Regions from separate parts of the Mus musculus genome. Here regions 1, 2, 3, 5 and 6 are each linked to region 4. Evidence: chromatin contacts called from public HiCAR-type and HiChIP or PLAC-seq data. All regions are on one chromosome and are shown on one strand. Each heading gives the region's core, a stretch centred on a gene start, on an enhancer-like site or on the middle of the called end of the contact. The rest is flanking DNA. Distances are from core to core; before and after follow the strand shown. Region 1 overlaps Gm32333 (a long non-coding RNA gene). Region 2 has its middle 12 kb from the start of Gm22434. Region 3 has its middle 58 kb from the start of Gorab. Region 4 holds the start of Prrx1 (paired related homeobox 1). Region 5 has its middle 40 kb from the start of Gorab. Region 6 has its middle 66 kb from the start of Gm39689.

Evidence for each region. HiCAR-type assays count read pairs that join an accessible place to other places. HiChIP or PLAC-seq counts read pairs in DNA pulled down with a chosen protein or histone mark.
Region 1: a contact with region 4 is called in an H3K27ac HiChIP or PLAC-seq map of embryonic fibroblasts, with 19 read pairs. The contact joins the enhancer-like site here to the promoter of Prrx1 in region 4. A contact is called at or near these places in 8 of 39 promoter capture datasets (3T3-L1-derived adipocytes, the HPC-7 cell line, embryonic stem cells and 5 more), 2 of 15 datasets of contacts at CTCF or cohesin (both in the NIH/3T3 cell line), 24 of 484 Hi-C or Micro-C datasets (the C2C12 cell line, the MC3T3-E1 cell line, adipose-derived mesenchymal stem cells and 11 more), 7 of 115 datasets of contacts at active chromatin or transcription factors (the NIH/3T3 cell line, craniofacial prominence, embryonic fibroblasts and 4 more) and 3 of 9 other capture datasets (adipose tissue, embryonic tail and embryonic trunk).
Region 2: a contact with region 4 is called in an H3K4me3 HiChIP or PLAC-seq map of craniofacial prominence, with 2.6 times the contacts expected there. The contact joins the enhancer-like site here to the promoter of Prrx1 in region 4. A contact is called at or near these places in 5 of 39 promoter capture datasets (the 3T3-L1 cell line, 3T3-L1-derived adipocytes, embryonic stem cells and 2 more), 10 of 484 Hi-C or Micro-C datasets (brain, cerebral cortex, embryonic fibroblasts and 4 more), 7 of 115 datasets of contacts at active chromatin or transcription factors (craniofacial prominence, embryonic limb bud, embryonic stem cells and 1 more) and 1 of 9 other capture datasets (adipose tissue).
Region 3: an H3K4me3 HiChIP or PLAC-seq map of embryonic limb bud shows a contact between it and region 4, with 3 times the contacts expected there. The contact joins the enhancer-like site here to the promoter of Prrx1 in region 4. A contact is called at or near these places in 1 of 39 promoter capture datasets (hematopoietic stem and progenitor cells), 1 of 484 Hi-C or Micro-C datasets (uterus), 2 of 115 datasets of contacts at active chromatin or transcription factors (craniofacial prominence and embryonic limb bud) and 2 of 9 other capture datasets (adipose tissue and embryonic tail).
Region 5: an H3K4me3 HiChIP or PLAC-seq map of embryonic limb bud shows a contact between it and region 4, with 2.3 times the contacts expected there. The contact joins the enhancer-like site here to the promoter of Prrx1 in region 4. A contact is called at or near these places in 1 of 39 promoter capture datasets (liver), 3 of 484 Hi-C or Micro-C datasets (embryonic fibroblasts and uterus), 2 of 115 datasets of contacts at active chromatin or transcription factors (craniofacial prominence and embryonic limb bud) and 1 of 9 other capture datasets (adipose tissue).
Region 6: a contact with region 4 is called in a HiCAR-type map of fibro-adipogenic progenitors, with 4 times the contacts expected there. The contact joins the enhancer-like site here to the promoter of Prrx1 in region 4. A contact is called at or near these places in 7 of 39 promoter capture datasets (the 3T3-L1 cell line, the HPC-7 cell line, frontonasal cranial neural crest and 3 more), 1 of 15 datasets of contacts at CTCF or cohesin (the NIH/3T3 cell line), 5 of 484 Hi-C or Micro-C datasets (the C2C12 cell line, adipose-derived mesenchymal stem cells, embryonic fibroblasts and 2 more), 5 of 115 datasets of contacts at active chromatin or transcription factors (the NIH/3T3 cell line, craniofacial prominence, embryonic fibroblasts and 2 more) and 3 of 9 other capture datasets (adipose tissue, liver and macrophages).

Annotation. Positions count from the first base shown.
Region 1 is chr1:163,559,636-163,562,843 of GRCm38.p6, forward strand. The region is part of intron 1 of Gm32333 (a long non-coding RNA gene); the gene reads right to left. Among named protein-coding and RNA genes, the nearest start is that of Gm39689, 18 kb to the right of the region's middle. Within about 2 kb of position 1,561, at least 61 of the 459 cell types and tissues checked have an H3K27ac peak or open chromatin away from gene starts, as enhancers often do. A contact at or near this core is called in 3T3-L1-derived adipocytes, the C2C12 cell line, the NIH/3T3 cell line and 9 more, where this site is marked.
Region 2 is chr1:163,128,332-163,131,505 of GRCm38.p6, forward strand. No RefSeq gene overlaps it. Among named protein-coding and RNA genes, the nearest start is that of Gm22434, 12 kb to the left of the region's middle. Within about 2 kb of position 1,285, at least 19 of the 459 cell types and tissues checked have an H3K27ac peak or open chromatin away from gene starts, as enhancers often do. A contact at or near this core is called in craniofacial prominence and second pharyngeal arch cranial neural crest, where this site is marked.
Region 3 is chr1:163,459,716-163,462,888 of GRCm38.p6, forward strand. No RefSeq gene overlaps it. Among named protein-coding and RNA genes, the nearest start is that of Gorab, 58 kb to the left of the region's middle. Within about 2 kb of position 1,621, at least 3 of the 459 cell types and tissues checked have an H3K27ac peak or open chromatin away from gene starts, as enhancers often do. A contact at or near this core is called in embryonic limb bud, where this site is marked.
Region 4 is chr1:163,311,783-163,315,070 of GRCm38.p6, forward strand. It overlaps Prrx1 (paired related homeobox 1), which reads right to left and starts at 1,868. Exons shown (of 4, transcript NM_011127.2): 1 at 613-1,868. The coding sequence starts at 853.
Region 5 is chr1:163,442,609-163,445,679 of GRCm38.p6, forward strand. No RefSeq gene overlaps it. Among named protein-coding and RNA genes, the nearest start is that of Gorab, 40 kb to the left of the region's middle. Within about 2 kb of position 1,498, at least 49 of the 459 cell types and tissues checked have an H3K27ac peak or open chromatin away from gene starts, as enhancers often do. A contact at or near this core is called in craniofacial prominence and embryonic limb bud, where this site is marked.
Region 6 is chr1:163,511,360-163,514,376 of GRCm38.p6, forward strand. No RefSeq gene overlaps it. Among named protein-coding and RNA genes, the nearest start is that of Gm39689, 66 kb to the right of the region's middle. Within about 2 kb of position 1,657, at least 16 of the 459 cell types and tissues checked have an H3K27ac peak or open chromatin away from gene starts, as enhancers often do. A contact at or near this core is called in the C2C12 cell line, the NIH/3T3 cell line and fibro-adipogenic progenitors, where this site is marked.

The DNA of each region.
Region 1 (3,208 bases), core at 311-2,810, 250 kb after region 4:
TCCACCGAGATGATTCTTCAACCTCAATGCTTCATCTTGGTTGTGCATCACCTCAAATGCCAATACGCATTCTTAATATAGAAAATATCCCCGCCGACTGGGCTTGGTCTCTGCACAGCCATCGATCTGATGGTCAAGTTTCCTTCACCCACAGAGAGGCATCCTGCTTGGGTACTGAGGCTGCTTCCTGGAACGCAGGCCCCTTTCCCTCAGATCTCCTATTTGATCACAGCTTGGTTCACCTGCTTGTAATAGAATCCCAAAGGTGTGGCTCCCCAGAGCCTCCTGAAGGCTCTGCCTAGTGGACTGCGCAGCATGCGTCTCACACCTGCAACACATTTGCTTAGAAGTCTAAAAGAAAAACACCCTAACCCACACCCAGGGAGACAGAGATAGAATAGAGCATGGGTCTGGTTTAAATGTATGAATTATTACTCTTGAAAAGGAAATGAGGAGGAAGCTCAGCTACTGTGCATTCAAGCCTAGGTGAAGGAGGTGGGTTTACAGGGGCAGAGCTGAAAGGCTCTTAAGAGAATGGGCATTCAGTTCAGTTGTATGAATTTGTGAAGAAAAAAAAAAAAAGAAGTTTAGCTTTTTGGATCCTCCTTTACCCAACAGTAAATGAAAAATAACATCATCCGGTCCCTTATTGTCACAGTATCATCTGTGTAAATGTAAATTTTCATACTGGGTGTGTTGTAGTCCTTGGAGAAAAAGGAGTTAACACGCGAGCCTAATTCCTAACACAAGAAGTCAGATAAATGTGTTGTCTTTGGCTCTAGCATCTGAATGCGTAATGGCACTCTAATTTATTGCTGGCACAGAAGCCTCTCCTTGACATGAGACTTGCCTCAAAGTGCCATCTCCTTTAAGATATATCCAGCAAGCAGATATCAAACACTCCCTACTGCTTAATTGGCAATACTCACACATTCCTCGGTTTCCATATTGGCTTTAAGTTCTCTGCCAGCGCCACAGAACCTAATTTCCCATATTTTCACTATTATTGTTGCTGTTATTATCATTGTCATAAGCGTGGGTTACTTATCCCAGTAAAAGTGACAGCCTGTGTGTCCAAGCTGGCGCAAGTATTGGAGCATAACTAGCTCTGAGTAGGTTTTCCAAGTCACTGTAGCATGTGACCCTCACAGCCACTGTTTAAAACAGGCCTGAGCTCTTTTGCAATTTAAAAGCAAAGAAATTAAAGCCTAAAATGTCAAAATCACACCACAGTTCAGAGTCTGAGACCGAGGAAGAACTTTAGCTCTGGATATTTAAAAAAAAAAACCAAAAACCAAAAACAAAAAAAACCATTGTAGTTTTGCCTTCTGGTCAATTCTATTCAGTACAGTGAACAGTTTCTCCTCCCCTTATTATTTAATTCAACCAGAAATGTAAAATATGCGGTTTTCTATTTTTAAAAAGCGTTCAGTTTGAAGCTGTGCTCATCTCTATTTTCTGGTGGAGAATTTAAAGTGGCCTGCACTTGGTTGGTTGGCCTTACCCTTGCCAGCCTTGCTGTGGCTTGTAAAATGTTGCATGTTTGGTATGGAAATTACCCAGGGAGTGTGACTCTTCACCCAGACATGCCATGGACGCTGGTGGAGTCAGGGTTTTGCACTGTAACCTCTCCTTTTATGTTGCAGAAGAATTCTCTCTTTCTGTTGACTTTCTTTTTCATTCACTAGAAATGAGTTGCTTACATTCCTCTGACCTGGAGAACAACCTCTCCAGGCGAATTCAATTTGTAACTGTGCTGCCCACACCGTTACAGTGCCTTCCCTCCCTTTTATTTTTAAAGGGATACTGTTCTTGTGATGAGCTGTTATGACATATTTATAGGAAAATAATATTTTATTTAAGGACACTTTTTAAAATGGCCCTTAAAACGAAACAAAATGGCATGGATAAATGCAAAATATATGTGTGTACAATTCATATAGTCCCTGTGATTCAAGATCTCTGCCACCTCTCATGCTGAGAATGCTAAGAACAAAGAGATTTTTATCTCAATTTAAATTCTCTTGACATCTTAAAAAATCAGTTGTAGCAATATTTGTTTCCTAGTCGCCTTCACTAGTGTTGTCTCAGGTTGGCCTCAAGTGATGCTTACAGCCAGATCTGACCCTTATGTGCCCAGCTGGGCTCCAACATTCCCAGGAATTTCAGAGGTTGACAAAACCTGGCTCTAGCTAGAGAGTCACTTCAGCATTGAAGTTTTAACTAGGACACAAAAAAATCAAAGATTTAAAACATAGGAAGTTTTAATTAAACAGTGTTAAGTCCAAAATGTTATGTCTTGTTGTCTGAGGGCATGGACTAAAGGATCAATTGGACAAGAGCTATTTGGGCAATGAAAGTCTTTTGCTGACCAGTAAGATTAGAGGCCTTTGAAGCTGAACTTACTGCTGATATTTTCTTTCCATCATGTTGATTGATATCTCTCTGTTTATTTATTTCATTAACAGATATCTGGTGCTTCTCATTGTCTTAAAACTCCAGTGTTTTCCGGAGCTCATGGTCAACTGGCCAGGAATGATCCTTTGGACAAGCAGTCAGAACACTAATGCAAGTGGCCCTGTGATTCACTTTTAAAAGTTTTGCAACACACAAGATTAGGATAAGGCCACAGACTGAACTCCAAAAAGGAACAAGAAAACTTCAAACTCTAAGTGATAAAAATTTTAAGTCATGGTGAATTATCAACATAGCTACCACACACCAGAGTATTATTTTGGATTATGTTCATTTATCAGTTCAATGAGTCCTCACAATAACATTATTACTTCCACTTTCCAGTGAAGGAAATGCTCAAAGATTAAATAACGCTCTCAAGGGCAGGGCCCCAGATGTGACTCACTCCAGACAAGCCAAACCCTGCATTATCTCACCAGGGTTATCTTACAACATAAATCACAGCAGAAGGCAACACACAGCAGCTGGGAAGATACTCGGTTGGTAAAATACATGCCTCGTAAGCACAAGGACTTGATTTTGATCCCAGTACCCATGTAAATAATAATGAAATAATAAAAATACAGGCACAGTAGAGCAATATTGTAATCTCGTTGTCAAAGATGTGGAGACAGAAAGAAGTTGGCCAGTGCAATATAGTCTCCCTTCCCTCCTTCTATCTCTCTCTCTTTTGAACTCTGTCTTGAAAAGTATCTGATGAATGATACCTGAGGTTGTCCTCTGAACACCCCAA
Region 2 (3,174 bases), core at 35-2,534, 180 kb before region 4:
CATTCTGGTCATTGGTGCGGTATAAAAGCTGTCATTGCTGGATAGGGCTGTTAGTTGCCTTCCTCCTTTGGAAGCTTGTATGGTGCCTTCTGGTACCATGAAAGCTAGACTCCAAGGATGAAGCATTGAGGTCAGTTCAGCTTAGGGGTCTCTAGGTCCTGTTTTGGAAGTTCAATACATTTTCAACAATAGGGACTTATCTTCCACCTCTGGGGGTACCCAAGGGCAACAGCAATAGGCTGCATGTTTTGTAAGTCCCTTGGACAGATCTGACCAACATCTCAAAATATGGTTTCTAATGCCTAGTATTGGAGTTTCTTTGCTAGGTAAGTTTTGGCTCTTGGTGGCAGAACCATCATTATGTGTATTGTAGTATTGTAGTATTATAGGGTTTTTGTCTCTTTTAGGTAAATAGTAGTGTGATTCCTTGTGGCTTTTTAGATAGCATTTTAAAAACCATTTTAAGATTGATAATGTTAAATAAAAGTCTGTAGAAGTAGAGATTTTATATATCTTATGTTCATGTTTCTCCAGTGTATAGAGGAGTGAAAATTTCAGCAAACATTGGTTGAGACAATGTCTAAGACATTGTTCTTGGAGTTTTAGATACATGAATATCTAAAACAGTAAAAAGAAAATACCCAGGAGCTTACATTCTGCTTCACTGAATGAAGGAATGGATGAATTTACAGTCATTCAAAAAACTGTTATAAAACATTTTACCTACAGGTAGAAATTTCCCTTAAATAATACCCTCTTAATTAGACTGATGTTACCTATAACCCACACCATGGTACTGTGTCCTGCAGGTCTACCAAGGCTTCTTGCATATTTCCTGAGAGTAGCATGTAATGTTTGGTCTGAGAAGATAGCGAATTCTTTGGGGAAATGGGTATTCAGTGATGAGGCTTATGATCGTTGATCTCCCACCCAACAAATGGCTTCATGGTTCTTCGCCCTGGAAGACAGTGCTGAGACGTGTACGGGGGCTAGGAGGTTTGCCAACCCATTCTGACTAGTAGGTGTGTATCTACTGCACCTCAGGGTCTGTCTCTGCGGGAAGTGTGTGCCTCCCTCATCAAGAAAGCTGCCAGCATTCACAATTGGGACATAAACAGGCCAGCAGGTTCTGATTAATCCAAATTGGAACTATTCAAACAGTCACAAAAAGAGATCTTTTCCCCTGAAGGAATTTACATGTGAAGAGAGACTAAGATGGGAAATAAACATTTCTATAATGATTAAAGTTAATTGGCTTGAAAGGATGCCTCTGAAAGAAATGCGTTCTGGTTTTAGTTCCAATCTATTTCGGGACAAGCCTGTTTTTCATAAGATCGGTAACTGCAAACAGATACTCTTCTTCCATTGGAAACAGATGGCATGGGACATAATTAAAGAAGCATGCCCTGGCATCTCAAATAACTGCTTTCAATTACAGCATTTCAAGAGTATTAAGGGGAAATATTTTAAACAAGACCACTGCAAAAATAGATTTTGTCATTAACTTTGAAATAATATTTGACTTAAGGCTGAAATTTCCATGGGCCAGGTCTGAATCTCATGGGCTGATGCTGATTGGTGAAGGAGAAATTGAATCATTATGGTCATATCATTCAGGGGAAGGTTTTTTTTTTTAATGCAGAAGAAAAATGCATTTTCCTTCTAGTAAGACTCATATTTTAATTTGCACTTGAATTTTGGTTATATTTCACAACCTTGAAGAACCACTTTAGTGAAACCATTTCGGTTCTGAGTAGAGGTTTTGTGTCTGTCACTAATGTGAGAGTCTGTGTGTAGCCAGTGCATACAAGCCTATTCCCCACCACCAAGCATGATCATGTGCCCTGCAGCCTGTGATGTTAAGAATGTGGTGAATAAGCAGACGCCTGGATGTACGTGGCAATGTGTAAAGCTGGCAGACTGCCTGAGATGATAACATTTTGTTTAAATTTCTGGGTTTTTTTTTACTATAATTTTTCTCATTAGATCTGATCAATTAAGATAATACTAAATATATCCACATCACATTCACAAGTTGCAAAATGTTTCAGCTTTCTTGTGTTGTGTAATATTTAGAATGGTGTTTACCTCTCTCAATTAATGCATCTAACTCCTGCCAGGCGCTTTGTGGAAGCATGAAACAATGAGCTAGACAAGTGTTCACTTCCTTCCCGGAGTTTGTGGTTGAATGGTGGAGACAAACAAGAGAATAGAGAGTTACAGGACCAAATTCTGAGTGTGATGGGGGAAAAGCACTCAGGGGGCACCGAAGCACCAAGCAGGGGAACCAGACTCAAGAGGTAGCTTTCCTCCAATGATTTAGTTATAGAAATTAGAGAGTAAAGCATCAGAATAGAATATTGCCTTAGTAAGTAAAGCATCAAGGAGCTGAAGGGGTCTGCAACCCTATAGGTGGAACAATAATATGAACTAACCAGTACCCCGGAGCTCGTGTCTCTAGCTGCATATGTATCAGAAGATGGCCTAGTCGGCCATCATTGGGAAGAGAGGTCCTTTGGTCATGCAAACTTTATATGCCCCAGTACAGGGGAACACCAGGGCCAAGGAGTGGGAGTGGGTGGGTAGGGCAGCAGGGCGGAGGAAGGGTATAGGAACTTTCGGGATAGCATTTGAAATGTAAATAAAGAAAATGTCTAATAAAAAAAGAATAAAAAAAAAAAAGAAAAAGAAAAAAAGTAAAGCATACTTTATGTTTCCAACACAGGTGTGATCTATTATTTACTGATTACTTGTGAACACGAATTAATTTAAAAAATTAATTTACTTTTGATTATATGCTCTTCTTTATCAACACAGACATATACACACACACACACACACACACACACACACACACGCGCACATACACACACACACACAGGCAGAGCAACAGAAACTAAGACAACATATCAGCCATACTACTTCTGAACCACAAGTCAGCGTTGCAGAGGGCCTTGTGCTTTAGTCATAGTGATGTCTGTTCGGTGTGATCTTGCATCCCCCCCTTCCACTGACAGTTAACATACCTTGAGGACAAAAGGTAGAGTGGTAGTCAATAATTAATAGTCAAAGGCTCAGAACACCTGCCGGTTCACACCTCCATCCCCATCATATAACCATCGAGTAACACAGTTGGACTTTTATTTAGATCATTTTCCCCAAGGAACAGTGTAG
Region 3 (3,173 bases), core at 371-2,870, 150 kb after region 4:
CATGTGGTTTTTGTCTTTGAGTTTGTTTATATAATGGAACACTCCTCCATTGTTGGTGGGATTGCAGGCTTGTACAACCACTCTGGAAATCCGTCTGGCGGTTCATCAGAAAATTGGACATAGTACTACCGGAGGATCCAGCAATACCTCTCCTGGGCATATATCCAGAAGATGCCCCAACTGGTAAGAAGGACACATGCTCCACTATGTTCATAGCAGCCTTATTTATAATAGCCAGAAGCTGGAAAGAACCCAGATGCCCCTCAACAGAGGAATGGATACAGAAAATGTGGTACATTTACACAATGGAGTACTACTCAGCTATTAAAAAGAATGAATTTATGAAATTCCTAGCCAAATGGATGGACCTGGAGGGCATCATCCTGAATGAGGTAACACATTCACAAAGGAACTCACACAATATGTACTCACTGATAAGTGGATATTAGCCCAAAACCTAGGATACCCAAGATATAAGATACAATTTCCTAAACACATGAAACTCAAGAAAAATGAAGACTGAAGTGTGGACACTATGCCCCTCCTTAGAAGTGGGAACAAAACACCCTTGGAAGGAGTTACAGAGACAAAGTTTGGAGCTGAGATGAAAGGATGGACCATGTAGAGACTGCCTTATCCAGGGATCCACCCCATAATCAGCATCCAAACGCTGACACCATTGCATACACTAGCAAGATTTTATCGAAAGGACCCAGATGTAGCTGTCTCTTGTGAGACTATGCCGGGGCCTAGCAAACACAGAAGTGGATGCCCACAGTCAGCTAATGGATGGATCACAGGGCTCCCAATGGAGGAGCTAGAGAAAGTACCCAAGGAGCTAAAGGGATCTGCAACCCTATAGCTGGATCAACATTATGAACTAACCAGTACCCCGGAGCTCTTGACTCTAGCTGCATATGTATCAAAAGATGGCCTAGTCGGCCATCACTGGAAAGAGAGGCCCATTTGACACACAAACTTTATATGCCCCAGAACAGGGGAACGCCAGGGCCCAAAAGGGGGGAGTGGGCGGGTAGGGGAGTGGGGGTGGGTGGGTATGGGGGACTTTTGGTATAGCATTGGAAATGTAAATGAGCTAAATACCTAATAAAAATGGAAAGAAAAAAAAAAAGAAAAATGAATCGGAATATTATTCTAAGAAATCTGGGCTTGATCTTTTATTACAAAAACAAACAAAACACCCATGTGATTTGGTTCTCTCACGACCTTTGTGAGAAACTACCTTCAGCTATTGGAGACCTCTATATGCTCACACCTCTGCTGGGATTTAAGATCAACTCTGCCTCGCCTGCAGTCTCTCGCCGATGATGCTAAACCATTCCTTATACTTACATTAACAGGTGAGCATTGTTATTTGCTTTTTCCACATCTTGTGGCATAGTTCAAACTCTGGCCAGTGTGAATCTGGCTCTTTTTGTGCTCTGTGTTTCAAGATGGTGGCCGAGCTAAAGAGTTGTCAAGCGCCGACAGTTGGAATGTAGACTTACTGGGTTGTGAAGTTTCGGTGGAAAATGTAAAACACCCCACACTTACCACAGTGCCAGGGCTGATTAATGCAGTTTATTGCTAACCCTCAGGGGACACCTGCAGGCTTTTACCTTCGGTCTAGAACCTCTGGCCTGAGGGAAGGTGTAATGCCACGTTAGTTCCGCACTCTTTCTATTAGAGTTTGCTCAAAGCTGCCGACACCAGATGTGTTACAAACGAACGTTAATTCTCCATCGGCATCTGGATCACATGGACGACAAGGGGCAAGATTTATGCCCTGCTGAAGCATTCCCCGGTTTTTAGCACAGAAGTGATTGAACTCCAGATGTTAACAAGATGCAGAGACCTTTTAGCGTGATTAAAAACATGATTTCTTGTTTTGCTCATGACAAAAACCATTGGATTAACTTATTAGAAGTGGAGCTGCCGTCCTGCTCATTGGAAGCCATGTCTACTTTAGATATTGAAGCTTGTCGTCGAGAGACTGTCTCACCAACTCTTAAAACCAACAGTTTTCGAGGTCCCTCTTCTAAATTAGGCTGAGCATCATGGGGACCGGCGTGCCTAGGAAGCAGGATCTTTCACTTGTCTTAATGACATGGAACCTCACAGCTAAAACAGTTCAGCAAAGATCACCTGACCTGCTCCCCACTTCTCAAGGCCAGGGAGGAGGGAATAAATAGTCTTCTTTAGACTTGAGGAACCGAATCAATTTTATTTTTATCTCAAACAAGGAAACACAAGTAAACACACACTTTAATTTCATACAATATTTCCTCAACAGTGAGATAGTGAGCTGGACACAGTGGCCCAGGCTGTAATGCCAGCATTGGGAGGGAGTTAAGATGGGAAACTGCTTAGGCTTCCTCAGTGAGACCATGACACCACGAAGTCTTGCCTCAATCCTTCCATCTTTCCACTAACTCCTAAACACTTGGCTCAAGACTCTCCATAGGGCACTTGATCATTGAGCTTTTTATGAAAAGACAAGATAGAATAGAGTGGTGAAAATTGTCTAAATTTCTAAATAGTGGCAATGCATCTTTTATTCAATGTAAACACTGAATTTTTTTGTATCAAGATTATTATTAAAATAAAAAACTTGGGTAGTTCCTAGATACAACTGACATTGAAGGAGACAAATTTGGTGGAGTTATCTTGCAGAAGTGGGAAGATAACAAATAAACGGGGTTTCAGTTTTACTCAGAAGTACTCGCAATTTCTGGAAAACTGTACTCAAAGTTCCTTCAAAATAAAAGCTTCAGGCTGGAGAGATGGCTCAGCAGTTAAGAGCACTGACTGTTCTTATGAAGGTCCTGAGTTCAAATCCCAGCAACCACATGGTGGCTTACAACCATCTGTAATGACATCTGACCCCTCTACTGGTGTGTCTGAAGACAGATACAGTGTACTGTAAGACATATAAATAATAAATAAATCTTTAAAAAAATAAAAGCTTCTAAGTGCATCTTTTCAAAGAGCAATGCCAGTTTACAAATTATTATGTATGTGTATGTATATTATGTATACATAATATTATGTAAATTATTATATATGTATTATTATGTATGTATATGTATGATATGTGTTTTACCTTGCTAATGATTTTTATAAAGTAAATATGAGTAGTAGAAGCGTCACCTATGGGCTTTCTTGCAGCATTT
Region 4 (3,288 bases), core at 618-3,117:
CAGAGAGCAAGCCTGGGCGACAAGAATTGTGTGTTCCCGCGCTGCCCTTAGTCTTTTCCAGGCTTGGGTCATATGCACAGAGGGTATGCGACCTTAGTCCTGTCTTCCAGGTTCCTCTGAGCACAGTGCTTTCCCTTCAACCCCAGGGAAGACGCGCTCCCAAGCCTGCCCTGCATCTTTGTTCCCTGTTTTCTCTAACCGAGGTGGCTGTGTAGCCTGCGCTCTGGCCGGACCGGACCGCTCCTACCCTGGCGTGGACGCCCCGCCTGCCTGCGGGATTTCTGACCGCCGCTCCGCCCGAACTGGAGATGCAGCCCTGGCGGCTGGAGACAGTGGTGGCCGCAGAATCCCTGCATGGGATCCCCTGGCCTCCCAGCGTCCCTGGGCCTCCGGGTCTCTCTCCAGCGCCCGCTTGGCTTACAGCATTGGGGGAGCCCTCTTTTTCTCATCGGTCTTTCTGCGATCAGCAACCAGCCACTTTTCCCAGGACTCCTAACTTCTTAACGCCTTGTCTCCCCGAAACCGAAGCCTGGAACACGCTCCCGCCGCCCTCCCCGGGCCTCCACCCTGTGTCCCCAGCGCACACTCCCCGGAGCACGCGCCCTCACTCACTGTCCTGCTGAGGGGTGTCGCTGCCACTGGTCAGTCCCGGTGACTCCAGCAGGCTCCGGCCCGCCTCGCCCACACTTTCGTCTGCTTGTGCCGCCACCATGTCCCCGGCCTCCTCCAGGTCTAGCAGGTGACTGACGGAGAAGTTCTTTTTCGCCTGCAGGGTGTCGAGGTTGCCCGGGCTGTCCAAGCGGCCGCCCAGCGCCGGTTGCCGCTCCAGAACGTGCCCGTAGCTGGAGGTCATGGTCTCCCCTCCAATCCCACCCACCCCCCTCTTCCCGCTCGAATCAACACCAAACGCTGTGGGCGTGAGGGGGGAGAGGAGCCGAGTGGGGAAGAAAGAGGGGGGAGTGGAGAGAGAGAGAGAGAGAGAGAGAGAGAGAGAGAGAGAGAGAGAAACAGAGGGTGGGACCCCTTCTGAAGTGTAGAACTTTCGGGACAAGTAACTTTCCCTGCAGCCTCGGTTACTTCGCTAAAGCCAAGTCCAGCGCGGTCCAGAGAGATAATCCACACCAAAAAGTTCAAAAATAAAAACAAAACAAACAACCTATGCTTAGATCAAAAAGAAAAAAAATATCCCTTTCAACTCTTAAAAAGCGTCCACTCGCAGACACTAAAAATAATAATAAGGGGGAGCGAGGAAAGGGGAGGCCAGCGGGGCGGGGGAGTTAGGCAAACAGAAGAGAGAAGAAGGGGTGGAGAGAAGAATCAAAGTGGCTTTAAAAAAATTAGAGAAAGAGGTTAAAAAAAGTTATTCCCCCGGCAAGAGTTCAAGCGCCAACAGAAGAAGGCTTGTTCCAGCTTTAAAATGTCTTCAAGAAAGCGCGTTCCCCCTCTCTGCACTCCTGTGGATTCTCGGGAGTGACTAGAATTTCAGGAGAGTGATGTCTTGCAGATGTATTAGAGAGCAGGATTCTCACTTTACTCTTCGTAAGGAGGAAAAAAAAATAAGAAATAAAGAAGCGGGGCTTCAAGAGTCTGCAGAAGGGTGGCGGTCCCCCTTCCCTCCGCTCTCTCCCCCTTCTCCGTGCGGAGCTCCTTTTCCCTTCTCAGTTGGATCAAGAAGCTCTCTGGCACTTCAAAAGGCACAGGCTGGCATGGAGAGGAGGCTTTGTAGGGAATACAAGAAAATTGGAGACCCCTGGGAGGGCAGATCTCCACTTAATAGGAGCCTGTAATTACGTGGCAAAGCCTTTGTGCGGCGCCTGACGTTTTACAGACCCCCTTTCTCCATCACAATCTCCTACCTCCTTTTCCTCGGACCGAAAAAACAGTCTGATTAAGAAAACCCCTTTGCCAACATCAGAGCCAGAGAGAAAGGGAGAGGGAGGGAGCAAGAGAGGAGGAGGGAGGGAGGAAGGAGGGAGGGAGGGAAAAGGGAGGGAAGCTAAGGAGAGAGCCCCTTTGGATTTTTAAAATAAAGGTCTAATTATCATTCCCTTGCAGTAGTATCACAGAGAGAAAAGTGCCCGAAACCCGCAGTCACTTTAAAACGGGGCTGATTATTTTGTTTCAGCATTAACTCCTCCGGATTTGTTTGAGATCCTCTTGGAATATCTCATTTGCATGTTTTGATAACAGCTGAGGGCAAACTTGTTAGGAAAAGAAAAAAGAAAAAGGAACAGGGAAAAGATGCACATCTATAACAGTCAAATCTGCGGCTGCACCGCCCCCCAGTAACTTTTCCTGCAGCTTTGTTTTGGCGGAGAGCGCAGGGAGAGTCTGAGACTGAACGGCAAAAAAGAGCAAGCCTATTAAAGCTCGTTTGGCTCTGTAGAGACAGCCTATTAAATAATGTAATAAAATAACAAGAGCGATAATAACGGGAGGCTCTCTACGATCTAAAGACGGCTTGGGCAGATCCAGAAGTCTTCAGCTTCGAATGGATTCGAGACTTTCGCTGCCACCAGAAATCCCCAGGCTTCAGACAGTAGAAAATTTACATATTCATTAAACCAGAAGAAAGTCCGTCCTGATAATTCCCCTACCTTTGCCAATGTTCTAATTTCTTGCTCGTAGCCGAGGCTGCCCCAGATCAGAGCAGACAGGAACACTGGGGCTGAAGAAGTTGGGGGGAGCAGGAGGAGCTGGGGGTGGGGTGGGCTCTGTGCTAATCTGTATCCAGTTCGGTGAGGCCCTGGCAAACACAGAGACTGAGGAAGGTCGAAGTCTATGACCAGGCTTGACAGAGGGCAGAGCGGTGCTGGACGGTGTTTTCATGACCTGTTGGAATCTGGTAACAGCTTTAATAGTCTCATTAGGAATGAGTTACTATATGGCCAGTAAGTAAAATAGTATGTGCTTATTTGTGGCGTTTTATGTTCTTTAAACACACACATACATACGTTTCCCCTCGCTCCCCTGATTGCTAGATTTCCCCTTCTCCTGTAGCTATGAGATTGAATTGAAAAGAAGGAAGGGTCCCAGTGTGTATAAATGGTTTCTGTGCTCCAAACGGCCATAGTTAGCCCAGAACTTCCAGCCCTGATCTGGGAAAAGAACATTTGATGCCATCAAAGGGCTGTAGATTGAAACCAGATGTGCGCGCCTCGGTTCTTTCCATGCATTTAATTAAGGAGCCAGGATGGAGGAGACTTTTTCATCATTAGTCCACCCGCCGCCCCCTCCTTTTTCCACCCCTCGCCTCGCTCCAGCCACTCGTGCCGTGCCCCCGACCGG
Region 5 (3,071 bases), core at 248-2,747, 130 kb after region 4:
TAAAAAGTGTCTTTTTAATGTGAAAGTTAATTCGAATGACCTCATTTATCCAACAGATAGTTTTTAATGTGTGCTTTCTGTAATCATTCCAGCAGTGCCAGATGATATGGAGGTTACATACTTTAAATACGTTAAAATACAATAAATACAAAAAATACTTGACATGTGTGAAGGAAAGAAGAGTTGGGACTGTAAGTACCTTTCCGATTCTTATGTTTGTGATTCAATGTCGAAACTCTTAGGGGAGTGAGAGGTTGATTCTCAACTTGCAAATTTCTAGGTTACTTATATTTTATTGTTTTATCATTTTGGTTTTGTGTGTATGTTTGTGTATGTGTGTGTTTTGCTTTTCAATTTTTTTCTTTTTAAAATTCCACTTATTAAACTCTGTCCTATTGCTTCCTGGTGAGTTCATAGACTTCTGTCCACAGTACCGTTTGTAACCTTTGTCTATGTAATTATTATTTCACTAACCTGTAACATTCTTCCTCCCTGTTCATCACCCCAAGCATAGTCTCCACATATTTGGAATGAGCTGTCAAGATGAAATGATCTCCGAGAATTTTTAAGTCTGGAATATTTTGACTTCTTTAACCTTGCTAATGAAGAAGGGCAGACTGTGTTCCCTACAGTTTTTCTTTCTTACTTCCAAATTTTATTTTCTATTCTTGGTCATCATAGTTGCTGTTTTTCAGCTTGCCTTGGTATCAGAGTTCCAAACAGAAGAAGCTGGAATGCAGGGCATGCATTACACGGAAAGGGAGCTGTTTTGAGAAGGCTTTGAAGTGTTGAATAGAAATATTGCATTAAGAAAATTCCAACCAAATGGAAGAAACCTGCTGCTGGACAGGCTGTCGATGTGCAGATGTGATTACCAGCCGTCAGTCAAGCAGAGAACAAGGCCTAGGGTACAGATCGATAAGTCATGCGTTTCCGTAGAGTGGGATGGAGCATGAAGTTGTCAGCAGTTGTTATCTCTCCATGTACTGCCCCCAAAGAGAACAAGTTGCCCATGTTACACAGTCTACATATTTCAGCTCAATCTGCACTGATATGAATGAATGCATTTATGAGGCTCTGTGAAAAAAAAAAAGATGAATTCTGCAAATATAACTTGACCTAAAAATATGTGTGTTTTTGGCCAAATTAGTGAGAAGGCAGAGAAGAAGTTCCTCTACCATTTTAGTTCGCTGGGAGGAAAAGACTTCTTTATTCTAATATATGACACTCTATAAACAATAATAAACCAGTAGGCTGTGTATTACCCCATAGCTTATTATAATCAGACTGTGGGTGGGTGAATTGCTGAGCCTCAGGGGACACTAAGGCTAAAGAATAGCAGAGAGTCACTTAGGTGACTTTGTGCACAAGCCAGTCCACCTTCGGAGTGTTACAGAGAGGTGTTATTTCTCAGAGATAAGGAACAAAGAAGCCTTAATATCCGGCTCAGCCAGGGCAGGAAATTGCCTACTTCCTGAGCCAGTGTGGTAGAGGCTGTGGGATGGGAGCCAGATACTGGAGGGAGGAGACAAGTAAGTGAGCTCTGGAAGTCTCCTGGTTTTATTGTCAGGCACGTGGTCTTTGTATCACAATGCCAAAAACTCATTTTGTTTTTAGAGGAAGAAGATGGTTGGCAAAGCACTAATGACAATAACGTATGCATATAAATGTCATGGGCAGTCATTACTTTTCATAAACGGTCATCGTTCTCAGATGGTTTTGCTACCCATTATTGAGTCTCCCCTATCTGAGGTATGTGCCAGAATTCTAATTTCAAAGACTATCAATTATCTTGTTAATTCCAAGTTCTATTTTAAAGGTGTAAAATAGCAAGCTGACCTTACATCCTTTGCCCTAATTACAAACATACGTGTTCTTATAGACCTCTATGCAGCCCCACTGACATTAACAAACTAGTTTACAAAGCCGTTAACCTTTCCTGTTTTCTTTTCCTCGTTTGTAAATCAGAAGTGTCACACTAGGCGATTTCAGAAGTTTGAACGCTAATGAAAACTGGCAGATGTTCCACCAAGTATGACAGGGTTTAGCTGGCAAAGAAATCTTTAGAATCTGAGATCTGAGTTTGCATCTCTACCTCCTATTATACAATGCTTGGTATGGGGGGAAGGGTGGTTTACTAATATTCTCAGACCTGTTTTGACATTTGTCACTGGAATAGGCTCCCATTGTAGGTTTGGATTAAATGGCCTAAGATCTTAAAGTGACTGATGGACATGTATTTAACAGATTGTCCTTCATTTTCTGATAGGGTTGTATGAGCTTAATACATTTTGCTGTCCTTTAATAGAAAGAACACAGGAAAAACAATGATTCACAGGATGATTTAAAGATGAGTTGAACTTTGAGATGCAAAAAAATCAGAATTAGCAACATTCTATGCAGGGAAGAATGTAATCAAAGGGATGGTCATTCTAATGAAGTCTGTGTGGCACACCCTAATCTCATGCTACTGAAATTTCATCTGTCAATCTATTGATTATTTTTCCTCATATACTTGTATGTTGTAGCCAATAATTTTAACAGTTTTCCTTTTATTCTTTTATTCAAAATAGATCTTTTCTCCTATAATACATCCTGATTATAGTTTCCCTTCCTCTACTCCCCCCAGCTCCTCCCTCATCTCCCCTCCTCTCTAGCTCCACTCCTTTTTTTTGTCTTTCATTCCAAAACAATTCATATTTCTAAGATACAACAACCAAATATGACAAAATAAACAAATTATAAGACGAAGCACAACTATCCTATGCAAGTTGGTAACAGAACCCAACAAAAGAAAACGAGTCCCAGGAGGGGGCACAAGAGTCAGAGAGCCATTCCTTCTCACATTCAGGAGTCCCCTAAGTACTAGGATAGCCATAATATATACGCAGAGGATCTGGTGTAGACCCATGTAGGATCTGTACTTGCTGTTTCAGCCTCTGTGAGCTCATATATACACCTTGCTTTGTTGAAACAGAGGGCCTTGTTCTCCTAGTGTCCTTCACACCCTCTGACTCTTACACTCTTCCTGTCCCCTTTTACCCAGGTTTCCCTGAGCTCTGGGGAGAGGA
Region 6 (3,017 bases), core at 407-2,906, 200 kb after region 4:
GAGTCTTAATATGCATATTCTCTATATGCAATTTTAAAAACATTCTGTTGAATTCCTGTGGTGCATGGGATGTCTTGAACAAACAAGTTGTATCCTGTGTGAGATAGAAATTACATTTTTTTTTGTGGGTTAAATAGTTTGAGATGTTTGAGTTTTAGTGAGGGAGAGTACGGACATGGAGAGGCAAGAATAGATGCTTCTTTGAAATCAATGTTCTTGACTATGAAATAATTTCACAGGACCGGAATGGTAGTTGCCATTTATATGATAATATATAAATATAGTTGTAAATCATTTTACTGAGCAAAGTCTCAGTTAATTTTCTAAGAGCCCAAATATCAATGAGAACCAGGTAGGACCTGTATACTGGGCAATACCCAACCAGAAGGGAGTGTGCTGTGAGCCTGGTGTCCTGAGAGAGGAAGTTATTGGCTTGACTGAAGACAGCCTTAGTAATGAAACAATTGAGAATAGATTTTTAAAGCATCCCGTTGAATTCCTATGATGCATAGGCTGTCTTGAAGAAGCAAGTTGTTCCAAGGGCAATGGCTGAGACAAGAGGCACGGCTTCTCTAAGAGTCATTGGTTTTCCTTATACTGATTTCCTAAGACCTCAGATACAATCTGCATCTTTAATTTATCTCATCACTCTTGTGAGACACTTTCCTGCATATGCTATTGAATTTAAGTGAAGGCAAATCTTTATTTTGAAACCTATGAAAGCTGCTATTAAAGACAAAATAAATACACTCCAGGAAAGATAACATTTTTCACAACAGATGTGAGAGCAAAGGATCTGATGACATGTTTATTAGCAATGGATACAGTGAGCGTTTCAGTTTGGCCCAGCACCCAGAAAATGCAGATGTGTATCCAGATGCAAATCTCTAGAGTCTGCAAAATACAATTAGTATTGGATATTTCATGAAATCTCTGGTACTTCCTGTGTGACAAGAAGTACCCTTGAGAGTCACCTAATTCAGAATAGTTTGGCAGTTAGGTTTTTTTGGTCTTATTTTTTCTATGCTTTATATAGTAAGAGCCAAGAAATATGCAGGTTTAAAAAACAGAGAGAAGAAGATAAGGATAAAGGGATGACAGGGAAAAGGAATGAAAGGAGGAGGAAGGAAGGAAGGAAGGAAGGAAGGAAGAAAGAAAGAAAGAAAGAAAGAAAGAAAGAAAGAAAGAAAGAAAGAAAGAGAGAGAGAAAGAAAGAGAGAGAGGGGGAGGGAGGGAGAAAGGCAGGGAGGAAGGGAAAGAAAAAAGGAGGGAAGGAGGGAGGGAGGAAGGGAAGGAAGGAAGGAGAAAGGAAGGAAGGAAGGAAGGAAGGAAGGAAGGAAGGAAGGAAGGAAGGAAGGAAGAAAGCAAGCAAGCAAGCAAAAGAGAAAGGAAAAAGAATAGAAAAAAAAACAAAACTGAAACAAGAAGCTTACTAAACTATATTTGACCTTCAAATTTGGAGTTTAAAAAGTGTCCCTGGCTTAGAATACAGAATGCCTGTGTTATCTTTCTGTATCCTGGGTTATTTTTATTAGTTCTGAATACAATGAGCAATCCTTGACTCTTGCAAATATTGTTTAACACATAAGGTTAGACTTTAATTACTTGACTGTTTTTTCCCTAGTGGGAAAGTTCTGACTAAAGTCTTAGCAAGTCTGACTTTCTAGTGTATGAGCAAATTTTAATCAGAAAGTTGGACTCAGTACAGTGACCCATGCTCTTAATAATGTTTATTTAAACTAAAAGAATATGTTAGTGATTACTCAGAAACTGAGAATTTGTCAGTTTGCCTACTCTGCTTGTCTGTGCAGAGTCAGATTATTAGTTAAAGGATCTTCCCATCTCATCAATAAGGTGTTTTGTTTGTTTGTTTTGTAATTTATTTATTTATTTATTTGGTTCTTTGGTTTTTTTTGAGATAGAGTCTCACTATGTAGAACAAATTGACCTCGAACTCACAGAGATTCAAATTCCTTTGCTTTCTGAATACTAAGATTAAGGCTGTGTTGTCTGTTTTGTTTTGGGGGATTTTTTTTGTGTTTTGTTTTGTTTTGTTTTGTTTTGTTTTTTGAGACAAGAACATGGTATTGAATTTATAATCTTCCTGTATGCTGTGATTAAAGACATCCTCATCAGTCAGTTAAAAAAGAAAATACTATTATAGCTGCTATTATTCTAACACATATATCAATTTTAACTTCACTGTTTTATATTACAGTAACAGTAGCTGACATTTTTATCATTCCACACAATGATAATGGAAATAATGACCTTGTCACCAATCTCAATATTACAATCACTTTATAGAGGATAAATTTAAGGCTTGGAAAATTTATGTTACTTCTAGTAATGGTTACAGAATTGGGCTTGGGATGACGACTGAATGGAGAAAGATCTGCTACACAAGTGGTAGGGTCCTGAATTTGGGTCTCCAGGAACCATGTAAAAAGTTGGGCAAGCTGCAGGATGCTTGCAATCCCAGCACTGGGGAGGTAGACAGGAAACCCACAGGAAAGCTGGCTAGCAAGCAAGCAAGCTTAAATCTGTATTTAGGATAAGACTGTGCTTTCATAAATGAAGTGAGCAATGAAGAAAGATACTGAAGATCAACTTCAGGCCACCGTTAGCACACCCCAACACAGACAACCACAAATACACATACTCACACACATACACATACTTCTTTAAATTAATTTTAAACTGTTTGTTTATTTTTATTCTGTATGTATTGGAGTTTCCCTGCATGTGAGTCTGTGCACCATGAGTCTACAATGCCTGTGGAGGCCAGAGAAAGACATTCCATCCCCTAGAAACTAGAATAAACTGGTTAGCAGCCATGACAGTGCAAGAATTGGAACCTGGGTCCTCTCTGGGAGAGCAGCCAGTGATCTTTACTACCTAGCAGCCTCTCCTGCCTCTTAGCATTCATTTTAATTAGGAGAAAACATCATTGAATTTTTAAAATCATTTTTGTAACACTGGCACTACTTTTATAATCTTGTTTAGAAACCCAAAAG